Regions from separate parts of the Rattus norvegicus genome. Here region 2 is linked to region 1. Evidence: chromatin contacts called from public Hi-C data. All regions are on one chromosome and are shown on one strand. Each heading gives the region's core, a stretch centred on a gene start, on an enhancer-like site or on the middle of the called end of the contact. The rest is flanking DNA. Distances are from core to core; before and after follow the strand shown. Region 1 has its middle 130 kb from the start of Ipo5. Region 2 overlaps Mbnl2 (muscleblind-like splicing regulator 2).

What was found. A called contact is a pair of places that touch in the nucleus more often than the background predicts.
Region 2: a contact with region 1 is called in a Hi-C map of liver, with 3 times the contacts expected there. The contact joins two enhancer-like sites. A contact is called at or near these places in 3 of 12 Hi-C or Micro-C datasets (Schwann cells, frontal cortex and liver).

What each region holds. Positions count from the first base shown.
Region 1 is chr15:104,284,619-104,289,006 of GRCr8, forward strand. No RefSeq gene overlaps it. Among named protein-coding and RNA genes, the nearest start is that of Ipo5, 130 kb to the right of the region's middle. Within about 2 kb of position 2,028, at least 7 of the 93 cell types and tissues checked have an H3K27ac peak or open chromatin away from gene starts, as enhancers often do. A contact at or near this core is called in liver, where this site is marked.
Region 2 is chr15:103,920,102-103,924,489 of GRCr8, forward strand. Mbnl2 (muscleblind-like splicing regulator 2) reads left to right here. Exons shown (of 9, transcript NM_001111064.2): 8 at 4,064-4,158. Among named protein-coding and RNA genes, the nearest start is that of Rap2a, 81 kb to the right of the region's middle. Within about 2 kb of position 2,305, at least 4 of the 93 cell types and tissues checked have an H3K27ac peak or open chromatin away from gene starts, as enhancers often do. A contact at or near this core is called in liver, where this site is marked.

The DNA.
Region 1 (4,388 bases), core at 778-3,277:
CACATTTCACGAAATCTGACTCTCAATGTAGTATGGACATAGATGCCTACATAAGAGATCCTTCAATGGTCTCAGTGGTCAGAAAAGCATTTTTACTGTAAGGGAGTGGGGAGTTACCTGGAAAGAGTATAGAAGGCGATAATAAGTTGAGAGCATACTAAGATGTTTTTACCTCTTTGCCACTCTCAAATGGCTTGATTGTTTTAACATAAACACACCGTGTTTCCATAACTCTTAAATTTTTTTTTTTTTTGGTTCTTTTTTTCGGAGCTGGGGACCGAACCCAGGGCCTTGCGCTTCCTAGGTAAGCGCTCTACCACTGAGCTAAATCCCCAGCCCCCATAACTCTTAAATTTAAAACCACCTCCTACATATACCAAAACTACAATAGGTACTAGTTAAAAATATACCTGTTATGGTCTCCCTTACCAGGTTTCCCTTAGAACCACTTTAACATTTATTCACATATTTATACTTATAAAAGTATATATTTTACAATTGTTTTAGATTAAAATTAGTTTGGGGGGAAGGGGATAGCATTTGAAATGTAAATACATAAAATATCCAATAAATATATAATTAAAAAAATATAATTAGTTTATGTAAGTATTTTTACCCAATTTAGGATGGATATCTCAGTAACAACTCCCATCAGTAGGATCTCTAAAACCAAAACAAATTTAAAACTACTTTCCAAAATAAATAAAACAAATATCAGAGAGGATGTGGAGAAATTGGAACCCTTTTACACTGAGGGCAGGAATGTAAAATAGTCTGACCTCTATGGAAAACAGTGTGATAATTTCTCAAAATACTAAAAAAGAAAAATAGTTCTAGGGCCTGGGAGGATGTCTCAGTAAATTAAAGCACGTGCCTGACCTCCTGAATTTGACCCCCAAAACTTCCTCACAGCGGGAGGAAGAAACGACTCCCACAAGTTGTCCTCTGACCTCCCCAAGTGTACACACACAATACACACATGAACCCATACATGCACACACTTACACAAACATATACATACATAAATACATACATACACACATACATACATAGGTATGCACACACATACACAGACACACTCAGAGACATGCTTACATAAACACATAAGCACATATATGCACACAATGCATGCACATACACATGCATTCCCGCACACTCTCGTGAGGGTGTGTGCTTGGCGTGTGCACAGGCACAAACACATAGACACACACACACACACACACACACACACACACACACTGTCTCTTCCTGGAGTTCAAATGATGAAAACAGATTCAAACAGATCAATATTTTAGGAAAAAAACAAGTACAATGGGACATGCTCAAGGAGTGGCCAGGCATGTCCTGTGACCGTCAGCTGCCCAAGTCAGGTGGGTACCCTTGCAGCAACAAGGGAGGCTGGACGAGCCAAAGGGTTGGTTCATGTCCTTCACCCTTTGTTCAACTGTGACACAGTGAGGTCCAGAAATACGTAGTATTTTAGTGAAGTGAAACAAAACCAGATTAACAAGCCAGCTCTGTGCCTTTGCTGACACACTGGTAAAATATCTTGGGTCTTTTCTGCAAATTCTTAGTCTCACGTCAGGATCATTTATTTACTATGTGTTAAACAAAGCAACTTTGTTAAATGTGCGTAAAAGCATTTGCCTTTGAGATGATAAATAAGTGTACTGTTTCCATTAAAAAGCACAATGCCGGGGCTGGGGATTTAGCTCAGTGGTAGAGCGCTTACCTAGGAAGCGCAAGGCCCTGGGTTCGGTCCCCAGCTCCGAAAAAAAGAACCAAAAAAAAAAAAAAAAAAAAAAAAAAAAGCACACTGCCTGGCTTCTAGACTTTCGGCCGATGGCTGCTGCATGAATAAATTCGTCAGAACTATGACACTGATAGGTCTGAGCTAGTTAAGAAACATTTCTTTGGGGATCAGAAGCGTCGAGGCTGAAGAGAAGGCTCGGTGGGTGAGAGCAGTTGCCACACAGTCAGGTTTGGATCCCTGCACCTATGTAAAAAGCTGGGGGTGGCTTCGTACAACAGTAACCTTGGCGGCGCTGTGGGGAGTGATGACAGGATGGTTGGGGCTTGCTGGCCACCAGTGAGAAGGAAGAGCGCGCCCAATTCCAGAGCTGGTCACATGACAGCTTTCAACCACGAGGCAAAGGAACGCTTCGATGAGGAAGTGAAACGAGCAAATGCCTGAAAGAAGGAAGCAGCGGCCTGGGAATACACTCCTACATAGGAGAACCACTAATGTCTGCACTCAGACTGGAGAAAGCCTGATGTGTTCAGCAACATGTGTGGTTGGAGCAAAGTCAGCTCCAAAACAAAATGAGCCAATAGTTTTAATTAATTAATTAGCTATTTAATTAATTACATCCCAAATATTGCCCTCCCTCTCGGTCCTCCCTCTCAGAGTTCCTCCCCCATACCCCCTCCCTTTGCCTCTAAGAGGACAGCCCCCACCCCGCATGCCCCCATCCAGGTGCATCAAATCCCTGCAAAATTAGGCACATCCTCTCCGATTGAGGCCAGATGTGGCAGCCCTCTGTTACATATGTGTCAGGGCCCGTGTACGCTCGTTGGTTGGTGAGCCAGTATTTCAAAGCTTTCTGTGAGAGAGACAACAGTTACTCCTGTGCCCCTTGGTGTCATGATTGCCATCCTGGTACGTCGAGCTATGCGGCCTAATGTAGCTCTGGGCTCTTTTAGACGACGTCATATTAGGAAACCTGACTCAGTCCCCAACTCGTTGGCTCTGTTGCTTTCTATTCCTGTGATGAAACACCATAACTAAAAACAACCTGGGGAGGAAAGGGTTTGCTTGACTTGCTGGTCCATCATCAGGAGAAGCTAAGGCAGGAACCTGGAGATTGGACCGGAAGCAGAGGCTGTGGAACGGTGCTGCTCAGTGCTTGCTCCCCAGGGCTGTCTCTGCTTTCTTACAGAACCCAGAACCAACCACCCGCCCAGAACAGCACCACTCATCGCGGGCTAAATACTCTCACATCCACCAGTAACCAATAAAACACCTTACAGGCTTGCCTACGGGCCAGGTTGACGAGGACATGTTCTCAACCGAGGGTCCCCCTTCCCAGATGACTCTAGGTTGTGACGACCTGACAAAAACCTGGCCGACACGCCCACTCTGCGTTAAAACTCAGCTCTGTGAGCCCCAGCTGGCTCCGTGCCAGGTTGAACAGCAGTTGCGAGTCACGAGGACAGAGTCCAAGAAGAGGGCGCTGCTTCAAAAATCTAACCTAACTCCTAGGAAAACAGAAGCGAAATGTATCCCACGGAGAACCCACATCCCTACCCTGAAAAGAAAATAAAGAAAAAGAAATAAAAAGCATTGGGTTTTTGTTTTTGTTTTTTTTTTAATGCTCAAAGCACAGCTCATTCAAATAACTGGACTGGACAAGAGTTTCTGCAGCTGTGACAGGTTTAACAATGATGTCACCTCATCTGAAGCAATTCACATTTTAAATGGTGTCTGTAAGTCCAAAAATGGAAGAACACACTGGCAATAAGACAGCCATTTATGCCTGAACAAGTCTCGATTTCCTTAAAGTGGGGCTCACAAAGGACTCAGCTCAGAGGTAATTGAACTGCGCTGTTCTGATGCCTCATTTTTTTTTCCCAGCAAATTGGCCGCTTTCTTTATAAGTCTCCCCCTGGGACTCAGAAGACATTAATAACAACGATGATGCTTGTTGGAGGGCCTAATCCTATTTCAGGAAGGTTCTCTTGAGGGTTAATATGGTTGTATACATATTTTTTTCCTCCAAAGATACCAGGAAATACTTAATTTTTCAGCCACTGGCCCAAAAGAATATTAGAGCGCCACCTGGTGGACTTGTTTATTCGGTAAGCAAAATCCTGTTTTCACCACGGCATTTCACCACGGCGTAATAACACACCGTGCTTTAGTACTGTCACATTATAACAGTAAATCTCTGTCTCTTAAGACTGGGTTTGGGAGTTAGTTCCTCCTGCTTGAACTGCTGTATTCTTCTGGCAGTATCTACCCACAGCCCCCTTCCCTTCCTCGGGGAAACAAATAGCGTTCGTTCACCTAGAGAGTGAATCATACCACTATGCTTGATACATAGAAAATAACATTTGAAAATGTGTATGTTAGCACCAGCCGGAGTGAGCCATGACTGTAATTCTAGCACCTAGGAGGTAGAGGCAGAAGGATCAAGAGTTCAAGGCCATCCTCAGCCAGTTTGTGTGTGTAAGGCTAGCCTGACATACAGACCTTATCTCACAGGCTGGGAGTGGCTGGCTGACCAGACGGCTCAGTGTATAAAGACGTTACAACTGAACCTGACAACCTGAGTTCAATTTCTGGGACCCATATACTGGAAGGAAAGAGCTGTACCGGACAAATTTTC
Region 2 (4,388 bases), core at 1,055-3,554, 360 kb before region 1:
TCACACCCCTTGTATATTCACAAGTGTAACTCTGGAAGCCATTGAGAAAGCATGTTCATTACAGAACATGGGAAGAATAAAGAGGGATTTTTCAGAATCTTTTGAAGCCTAACACAGTTAACTCTAAAGTGGAGAATTTTACAAACTAGACCCTTTAATAACTTTCAGGAATAAATTTCCCCCAGAGTGTTTTTTAAAGTAGGCTGGAACACTGACTTCCACACAGGGGTATCCCAAGGTGCCCTATGCATCTAGTTAAATGGGTTCTCTGCCTTTTTGAGTCCACAGCAGAATGAGAAAAATGCTAAACACTTGTATAAATAGGCTATTAAAATTTAGAGTAGTATGAAGGAAAAGGCAAGAGTTCAAATAATTAAAAGAAATGTAAATGGAAACTGACTTAGGTGACTGGGGGAGGTGGGGAAATTAAGACGAGATGATTTTCTGAAGAAATGTCTCGGACTTTGACACCTGAGGAAAGAAAGAAGTCACTAAAGATTATTCTAGATCTGGGGTGGGGGGCCCAAAATTAGATTAAAAGTATGATGTGTTCAATTGAAAGCAAGGAAGGCCCATCCAGATAGACCTTGGTACCAGCAAGGAGGGATGCGGTGGAAAGGTAGTCAGGGCCTGGGCTAGAAGGGCCTCCATCCTCAAAGCAGCAAAGCCTTCCCAGAAGTGGAGTGACTGCCAGCAGAGTGGATCCTGGAGTAGGGGGAGCACGAAAGCCAGACAGGATGCTGTTGCAGGGCTGACATGAGTAGCGATGGGATGGGAACTTGCAGAGCAGCAGAAGTGGTGACTAGGCTCAGAAACAGCCTCATGCTGGCTCAGTGGGGACGGGGCTACATGAGGCTGAAGTGTCATGCAGGTGATGACATCCATCACGTGTTACCAGATGTGGAGGAGACAGAGCAGGAGATAGCACAGTTTAGCGTGTTCCATTGGAGACCCCTGTGGAACCCAGGTTGGGAGGCCAGGAGAAACGTTAGGTAGAGAGACTTTCAATCTAGCAAGGCACAAAACGTAGAAGCCACGAGATCCCTGAGAGCTTTGGAATGTAGGAGTTGAAACACTCATAAAAGATCCACAGAGCAGGGGGGAAAAAAAAGGATCCAGGACAGGCTCTAAAAACTCCAGCACATAGAGAGAGAATTTAGTACAAGTTTTTAGAAGTGCATGCATGCATGCGTGTGTGTGTGTGTGTGTGTGTGTGTGTGTGTGTGTGTGTGTGTAAGAATTCAAAGAAAGAAAGTGGCTTAGCATGCAGAGTGTAGGGAAGTGCAAAATGTCCTGGAAACTGTGGATGAAGTTATAACAGAGCGAGAATAAAACCAACTAGAAGAGGATTGAAGGGCTGAAGGACAGATGGAAGCCAAGAAATCAAAGTGTGGTGCAGGGAACTTTCTAGATGTTTATGAAAGTAGAGAGATGGGGATGGAGGAGGAGATCATATGAGATGCATGTGAGTACACGTGTGTGTCTCGGTGTGCTGCCACATTTCCAGTTTAAAAAAAAAAAAAAAGAAGCCAGCAGTAGCCTGCTTTGGATAGGCTTTTCCTAAGTCAGTGATAGCAGTCTGGTCAAAATGTAGGTCAGGCAAGAAGTCCTTATGAACATGAATGAAGATATTTAGATGCTAGATTCACATCTAACGTCTTAGCATGTAGTCCTGAAACCTTCAGCAGAGGCACCTACATTCGTTTAAAACTACCACTCTGACACATTCACAACCCTGAGTTTCCAGGAACCCCAACATTGCCTTCTTTACATTCTGAGGAACAGAGCCAGTGGCAGACAATCCCTCAGAGCTCCCAACACAGCTTTTCCGTCTTCTGCCTTGCATCGATGTTCAGTCAGAATTTCCTGACACATGTACATCAGGCATTAAGATCATTCACAGATACCACAGTTCTTCCCCAAGAAGCACTGGAGTTGCCGTCCCTCTCCCACCCACTAACCCAGACGCCAATCCGAGACTCTCTAACTCTTCCATCCCTCGGAAGCCATGATCAAAATCTCTCACCAGGGTCCTACGATTGCTTGTGTGGCACTTAGATGTCACTGTCACGTGCCAGCCCTGTGCCACAGAGAGTCTCCTCGCCAGAGCAGATCCCAGACCTGTGTGGCGGCTCTACTCAGGAGCGTCCACCTGTTCCTAGCGCCCAATGTGAGAGTCCCCTGCCCTATCTGTCAGGGCTTTGATTCAGAGGATTCGAACTCTCAATTCACTGTTCTTCTCACATTGCTATCCACACAGCACACATTTCATCACCAAAATGACTCAATGCCGAGCATCAGCTCTGGCCTGGATTTGGCTTGGACTCTACCCCTGGCCTGGCCTTGCCTTTGGCTCACACTGCACACACGACCTTGGAGGAGTTACTGTGCCTCAGATTTTTTCATCTGTAAAATACCTGCTCTCCACCTGACCGGGTTAACTTGATCACGTGTGGAAAACCCTTTGAGGTCTTCAGAGAAGGACACAGTTGTACCATCACATGCCATCCTCCTTAGGATCATGTTGACCTAGAGTAGAAAGGGGAGAGTGCTCAGAGAGTGGGACTTGGGATCTTATTGGCTTTTAAGGAAGTTGGATCTATCTGCTATACTGACGATGTGAACGGCCCTAAGAACTGTGTAAACTAACCTCCTTGTGCTTCGATCTCACTCTGAATGTTAACTCTAAACAGCTAACCTGTTTCTCTCCCTTTTATTCACCTTCCCCCCCATTGCATGACTTCAGGGTCAGTTTTGTGCATGACACCCGCTACCAGTATTGGTAGGTTTCAACCTTTTTTATTTGTCTTTTATATGATGTGCAATGCCTTCACCATTTGACATTTATTTCAGAGACAGTAGAGAATGCTTTAGGAAGTAGATCTGAAGGCTTAATGGCTTTAGAGTTAACGTGTAAGCTATGCTTGTGTATTTAAGAGAGTGATGGTTTTTAATGTGACCTCTTAATGCTAGAATGACCGCCACAGAGACGTAAAGCCACAAGCGCAAGTGTGCTTTTTTTTTTTTTTAAATGATTTGTGCTGTTTCTCTTTATAGTTTATCTGGTTTAGCATGAGGCAAGCAGAGGCAGGCTAATTTCATCAATGTTTTAAAGTTTCATAGTGGTGTGCCTTTATCTCCTCTTTGCTGTGTGTTAGAGTTATCAGAGTTTCCCAGAAGTATTTATTTTTGGAAAATAAAATTATACTTGGATGTATTTTGAAACCAAGTGTCTGAACTACCTTGCTTACTTATCTTTTTAGAGGGCAGACTTATTGGTAATGGCTTTTTTTTTTCTTGTTTTTGCTTTATTTTTGTACCTCCACATTCCCTTAGGTGGGGAATTTCAACAGTGGGGTCTTCTCTCACATTCAGGCCTTGGCACACAAGTCTGTCTTCAGGACAGCTGATCCATTTTACTTACAAATTCAGAAAGTAAACATTGGCAGTATGGATCTGGTTACTTCATGGTAACTGCTCTAGAATTTACGCCAAGGCCATCTCTTTTGCCTCACTGTTCAGTGACCGGAGTAAAGCATGGGGCCACTGAAACTCCACTTTACAATTGGGCTTCTAAATTTAAGGAAAAATTTTTTTGATTTAACCACAACTGATTCCAAAGTTCATCTTATTCTAAATTAGGCCCACTGAGCCTGTGATGTTTTGGAATATATGATTAGTCCACTTGGTTCACTGGATGTTACCTATCATGTTATGTAGAGAAACAGCCATAACTATTGGTCACGATGTCGTCCTCCGAATTGGGAATGGCTCTGTTGTTGGAAACAAAGTATTTGTAAACACGTTGATCAAAGCGGTGTGCTTTGGCCTTTCTGGGAATCACTGATTATGTTTGAAAACTTCCTTTAATTGTATTTGTAATAAGCTATTTTCCCTTTTTATTTCTCTCCCATGCTTCCTTGCTTTGCACTGTGGTCGCATGCCATCTGCTGGTTAACCCATGATGGCTTGCTGCTCTGATATTCACCATGCCAAATACCACTTCTATTACCATAATGCTACACCCTCCTGTTCATTGCTCCCATGGTTCCCCTCCTGAAAGTACCCATGATGCACAGCGCTACGTCCGCCACTGTCTCTGCAGCAACAACTCCTGCAACAAGTGTCCCCTTCGCAGCAACAGCCACAGCCAATCAGGTTTGCTCCTTTTAAAGCTTTTCTTTCACAAATCCCGAACTCTAAATGAGTGCCGATATTTAAAGGAAAAAAAAAAATTCTCGGTGAGAATTTTTTTTTCGTGTTTATCCATCAAACTTTGTTTTTGTTTTTTTTTTTTTTTGTTTGTTTGTTTTTGATCGGTTTACAGCGAGCATTTGTGGACAGGTTGCACTTAATTTAGAGTTAACATTTATGGCAGATAATGGCAT